2 separate regions of the Drosophila melanogaster genome follow, and region 1 is linked to region 2. Evidence: chromatin contacts called from public targeted proximity ligation data. All regions are on one chromosome and are shown on one strand. The core of a region is the stretch at or near the end of the contact, and the rest is flanking DNA. Distances in the headings are between cores, read along the strand shown.

Region 1 (3,220 bases), core at 286-2,785, 380 kb before region 2:
GCATAAATTTATGGGGAATTGTTTCAGATCAAAGCAAAAGATGAGGGCTGCTTAGACGAACTACGAAAGGAGAGACGAATGGATGGGTAAGGCTTCCAGGAGTATTTAAGGTCTTCATTTTTATGGGTCGGCAAAGTCAATTAAATAAAGAACACAGTCGAAAATCAACAAGCTGTGGTGGAAATGACCAGCAAAAGATAGAGATACTCACTCAACGGTTGAGTGAATTCGCTCCTTCATACTTTCACTCACATTCATTCACAATGGCGGTCCAAGTTCTCTCTCCCTTTCTCATTTTAGTGGGCGTGGCCTTGCCCTCTATTCCACATCCCATTTCATTCCTATGAGATCTCACCGTTTTGTCTGAGTAAATTAAAATTGTGTGTAGTTTATTATTAAATGAAGCGCATTTTTGTATTTGTATGTGGACCACCCGTCTGCCTGTCAGAGTATGTGTGTGTGTGTGTAACACCAGCAACAGCGGTATTTTTATATAGATAAACATAAATATAATTCGTTGGCCGTCGGTGGGTTAACAATCCTCCGGCCCACCGACGGGCACATAATAATATTAAAATGTTAATTAGCGTATTAATTCAGTTCGGTGATGAAAGTGTGAGCGGTACAAAACGTGATACATACATATATATGTTGGTATGCTGTGCTGGGACTCACATTTCTGAAAATAATTTATAAGATAATCTAGAAAAAGGTGTCTTTGGTATATGGTTAAAAAAAATCCTTAAAATATAGAGTAATTAAAAAATAAAACTATATAGGCATATTCTTTACAGTTCGCGAATTAATAACATTTCACATATTTATGTTATATTACTTAAGTACAGAATTTTGTATTAAATTAATTACAAACAAACATTTAAAAAAAGTGTTGAAATACTTCTACTTTAACCTATAGTTTCTCGTTTACATTTATAGCTCTCATTTATCGCCAGCGCAATTTTTAATTATTTAAATGAATAAGTCCAACGAAAAAAGCTGCCAGCTTCGTCTCAATATTTATAGCTTTTTAAACAAATAAACGGAATTCGCAGTCGACAAAAAGGCCACCCACAATCCAGCGACCCAGGGAAAAAGCCATGAAAATGCACTCAGCCTCAAGGAAACAGTTGGCCAGAAAAGGACAGATGGTGGTGCAAGCGAGACAAAGCACACCAAGAGTGCCAGGATAAGTTCCCGTTTCAGTCCCAGGCTCCAATCCGAATCCGAAATAGTTGATTTTAATGATGTACATAATAAAATTCCCATTCGTTTTGTGCCAATGCCACTGCGTTCCAGTCTGCATTTCATGTTTACACTGATTGTGGAACACTCTTGTGGGCGAGAAAGAGACACATCGATATGGGGGAGCAAGACAACCATATACGACTCTCTCCCTCGCGCGCTCTAGAGATGATGCTGCGAGTGGAAGTGGAATCGGAATGCGGAGGGTTGAAAGCCGTACCCCCAACCAAAAACCGAAACTGAAATTGAAACTGAGATTGTGCGACTGAGGGCCAGTCGAGTCAATTTCGAAATCATTCGTTAGTCGTAGGCCTAAACAAGCGGACACGCGCGGGTCTTCATTCACTACGATATTTTCCGGCCACGGAGTTACCCATATAGCCTGATCTCGTTCAAATCGATTATGCCAAGTGTAGTTTCTTAAAATCTAAGAACGATTTGAACAATAAACGTTTTCGTGCTCAACCGTTTGACAAAATCGGTTTCGTGCTTGTGCTAAAAAGGATTCAAGATCATTTGATCATTTGATCTTGAATATATAGATTTACGTGTTTTAATCGTATCGTGATCGGAAAATATTAAAAACCCTATATAAATATAAATACTGCGTACATCGGAAACTGAAGTGCTGACATTATAATTGAAAACAATTCAAGCAAAATACGTAGTTAAACAAAATTTCCAAAAAATTATTAAGGAACTCAATAAGTTTTATAAGCATAAAGCAGGATATCCCCTTAAATAATTTTTTTGGTCTTAATTACATAGAAGTAATTAATCAAAAATATTTGAACAAAAAGCTGCTATTGCTTAAATACTATTTATAACCAAACTGAAAAGCCTAAATCGTTAAGATTCGATCTTCTCCGCGTGAATACCTATCCGTAGACCGATCCCAAGCTGGGTAGTCCATTCCTGAGCATTACGCCGGCGGGTGGCAGCAGCAATCCCTCGCCCACGCCTCCACCGCCAGACGCCAAGGTGGCGGCCAAGCAGCTGGCCCAGAGCTTCCAGCTGTCCGCCAATTCCGCCTTTAACTTGGCCCTTCCGCCGGCATTTTACCGAGCACCACCGCAGCAGCACCCGGAGTGCCTGGACTACGGCCACGAAGCGCCCGAGATGGATCTGATAAATCCGTATATGCGCCATCATAGTTTTGCGGCCGCCGCCCAGGGAAGTCCCCCGTCGGCGGCTCAACGTCATCATTTGGCGGCGGCCATGAGCAATGGCTTCGCGGATGTCCATGCCCATGCGATGGCGGCGGCGGACTATCAACAACAGTTGGCCGATTACCACAGTGCAGCGGCGGCAGCGGCCGTTTATGCCAACAACAATAATAATAATAACAATAATAGCAGTAACAACAACAACAGCAGTCCGCTAATGTTGCTAAAGGCGGCACATGGCGGAGGTCTCAAGGATTCGGACTCGCCATCGACGACACCGCCACCCGCCTCTTCTAGACTCCATTCTGACTCCTCGCCATCTCCGCGATACGAACACAATTCCAGTCCCGGTGTGGACAGTGCCAAGTCGTATGCCTTGAGCCAGAGGAGCAGCGGAGCGGAGGATCCATGCCAGACCAGCGAATCCGCCAGTCCACCGCCGCAGGGCCAGAACGACTACAGTCCCGAGAATCTCAGCAGCCAGAGGGCAAAGTTCCAGCACCATCATGGAGTGAACCCACTGGCTTTGCACAATGCCAACCATGCCGGAAACCCCGGATGTCACAACAACAATAACCACATGGACCACAAGCTCCCACTGAGTTTTCTCGGTCCCCCGCTGGCCGCTCTTCACTCGATGACCACGGAAATGAAGGGTCAAGGAGTCGGTGGATCGTCGGCGTCGGCAAATGGCTTGTCCTATAGCCACAGCCCGAATTCGCATTTGATCAGTGATCGCGGATCCGGTGGCAGCTCATCGTCGTCCTCCACCACGACTACGAACACCAACAGCCAGGGTGCACCCAATCCGC
Region 2 (3,298 bases), core at 194-2,693:
CCGAAAAAATAACGAAAAGAAATACAAAAAAACAGAGCCCCAAAGCAAAACGAACGCAATAGAAAAATTCCACTAATGTGACTTAGCAGTGTTGGAAATTCGTATTACATGCACTTGAGAAAAGAAAATTTTGTTTGCTGAGTGGCTTATATGCACATACACATATACACATTGTATAACATAGTTAGCCAGGTGTTTTTAGGTTTGAAAAGAAATACTAACTTCCAAATATAATATTTGTTTAAACAAAACTTATATTGCAGAATATATTTAAAAAATAATGGATTCAATTTGAGTTTTTGAATGTATTTAGTAAAGTGCACTTTACCAAACATATACATATGTATTACTGGTGGTTAATTCTTTTTTTTCATCAGTGTATGTGACTTAATAGACATTTGCAAAGTGCATTCGGGTAAAGTGGATAGAATGGCTTGAGGGAAAGGTGATGGGAGACAGAATGAGAATCGAGTGGAAAGAATCAAAAGCGACATATGTGAGCAACTCTTGAACTAAATTGAGTCAATTAAAAGTAATGGAAAGAAAAATCAAAGGAAAATGAGTCAGGGAACTGGGCTGTTCAGGGTGCACCGGATTATTCAACGAATTGGTCTGAAATGCGTAACATATGAGAGCGATGTAAATAGTTGAACCGACAAAATACATTTTTTTGCACCCCCTTTTATTTTGCAAAGTTTTCTTGAAAAGTATAATTTCAGTGTAATAGTGTAAATGTGTGATTGACAGCACTATTATGTATTGACACCCTTCAGAGGGCTCCGCAGTCTTCGATAATTACTTTCTTGCTGGTCTTCCCATCTTGTGAACCGTAAGATTCTACCTTCTGGACGATATCCATTCCCTCAACGACCTTGCCGAACACGACATGCTTATTATCCAGCCATGTGGTTTTCCCGGTGCAAATGAAAAACTGAGATCCATTGGTATTGGCCCCAGCATTGGCCATCGAAAGTACACCAGCTCCGGTATGCTTTAGCTCGAAATTCTCATCGGGAAACTTGTTTCCATAAATGGAGCGTCCTCCAGTTCCGTTTTGATTAGTGAAATCACCGCCCTGACACATGAAATTCGGGATGACGCGGTGGAATGGTGATCCCTTGTAGCCGTACCCCTTCTCTCCGGTGCAGAGGGCCCGGAAATTCTCCGCCGTCTTGGGCACCACATCCGAACGTAGTTCCATCACAATTCTACCTAACTTCTCACCTCCTGCGGCTATATCGAAGTAAACGCGTGGCAACGACATCTTCGCAGATGCCGAAAATTTTCGGAGAAAAGCCAGATCTATTAGGTTTAAAATCGAACGATGCCTTGTTCAAAAACAAGAAATATATTTACCGGATAACTTGGTGGTGTCAGCTTTATGATAAAAAAAAGTAACGACTTTCAAGAGAACCGTACAGTAGAACAGCTGGAACTGAACTGACGAATATTCTGGGCTAGTCAGGGATCTGAAGTAAGGGCTCGTTGAAATTCATTTCACAGCCTTCTTTATAAAATCCAGTAGCAAAAAAAAATGCCTGCTTTGGCTTCCACAATTTTTAATACATTGCAAATGATCGGTATATTTGGATATTTTAAGGTAATATTGTCCTTAAAATACCTTTATCCGTGTCTAATCTTACAGACCTTATTTACTCTTCTAATTTGTTTAACCGCCGCCTTAATCAACGCAAAACTCACAGATACTTTTAAAGCCGGCTATATTTACCTTTCATTTGCAGTTGTGTACAAACTTTATATATCCATCCACGCGATGAGTGTATGTTTGTATAATTAGGCAAAAAAAATAGTCAATATTTATTTGCCAAAGCAAATACAAACTGTGAGAATTATCCACGTTTTAAAGAAGCTGCTATTGCATTTATATTTATTCATTTGTTTGTTGTCTATATGAACGCATAGCACTCCTTTAAAACTCTTCTATCCCCGACTTCTTTGGGTTTAGCACATTTTGTGTATATATTAAAGTCCAGGGCCTAGTGAGTTTCCAAGACAACAATTGCTATTTGGGTATACATATACATAAGAATTGTTATAAGGGGAAAATAAAGGAAGGTTGAAGTACGATAAGATTGGCTAGTAACCGAGAACGTTGTAAACACAATGTTCGATAAAGTAGGTTTGGCATATTTAATAAGTTGCACGGACTTTCCCTTTATAAGCTTTATAATCATTTTTTATGTATTTTTCGCTCATAAATAAAAATAAAAATTAAAAACAAGCTACTTCAAGACCCTTAGATAATCTCCCCTCAAAATGCCAAAAGTTCAAGATGATTTAACGAAAGAAGGTTATTCGCACGTAGGTCGTAATTGTTAACTCGACTCTCCACTGTCTCATTACTTATAATAAATTGTAGTGCGACCGAATAGCGAAGACAAGAAAGATACAATCCATAGTTGGCCAAGACAAGTGTAGCCCCAACTGAACTCGAACTCGAAACCGATTCGATTCGTTTTGACTAGTTACCCATTAATGTAACGCCCCGTTCGCCTTGGACAACCTTGTGCAAAAAGTAATATACGGAAAGCCAACATGACGTAATGGAAAGCGTAGGATTTCTACTTGCCAACTGCTCCCACTGCCACGCCCCCAGAAATAGGCGCCTCTTTTATGGACTTGCGAGTGTATGAGTGTGTGTGGGAACATAAATTCACATTATGGCCAATTCTTCGGGCGATTTTTCAGCTTAGATAAAAGGTAGACAAGAAACACTTTTGTGGGTTCGTTTTAGCACTTACCAAGTGGAATTGGTAAGATAAGAGTGCTCGAGGTAGTTTGTGTTTAGCTATTGTTTTGCTTACCTGGAAATAAAGGAAAATAAAGAACAAATTATTATTAGATTTGGAATAGCAGAAGTCAAGATAATAGATATGGAAATGAGGTGAATGTAAAGTCAACACAAGAAGCACTTTAATGTCAAGCAATGTTTTTCACAGGATGTACAAGACAAAGGGGAAGAAGAAAGAACCCAAAAACAACTAACCTCACACAAACTGTTACACTTTTCCCAAAAACTTTAATACCAGTTTTATCGTAAAAAATATAACAAAAGCCCTAAGAAATATTTTCATATTTTCCAACTATCGCCGATCGATCCATCAACTGAAAACCTGCAACGAAAAACGTTTTCCGCACCCACACTCTATAAAAAAAAACCACTGAAAATGGATTTTGTCTAGCGGTTCGTGCCATTCGTTCCATTCGCCACCTGCTAGGGTCGTCTTATCGATTAAACAATTTTGCTGGCACCTTTGACGCCCACCTTTAAGACCAT

Evidence for each region.
Region 1: a contact with region 2 is called in a targeted proximity ligation map of the Kc167 cell line, with 5 times the contacts expected there. A contact is called at or near these places in 1 of 107 Hi-C or Micro-C datasets (the OSC cell line) and 1 of 7 datasets of targeted methods (the Kc167 cell line).

Annotation. Positions count from the first base shown.
Region 1 is chr3L:14,597,855-14,601,074 of dm6, reverse strand. HGTX (HGTX,) reads left to right here and starts at 1,535. Exons shown (of 4, transcript NM_144357.3): 1 at 1,535-3,220. The coding sequence starts at 2,362.
Region 2 is chr3L:14,216,349-14,219,646 of dm6, reverse strand. It overlaps CG7768, which reads right to left and starts at 1,443. Exons shown (of 2, transcript NM_168584.4): 1 at 1,357-1,443; 2 at 673-1,302. The coding sequence starts at 1,264. The coding sequence ends at 770. All of the region lies in intron 7 of nuf (nuclear fallout), which reads right to left.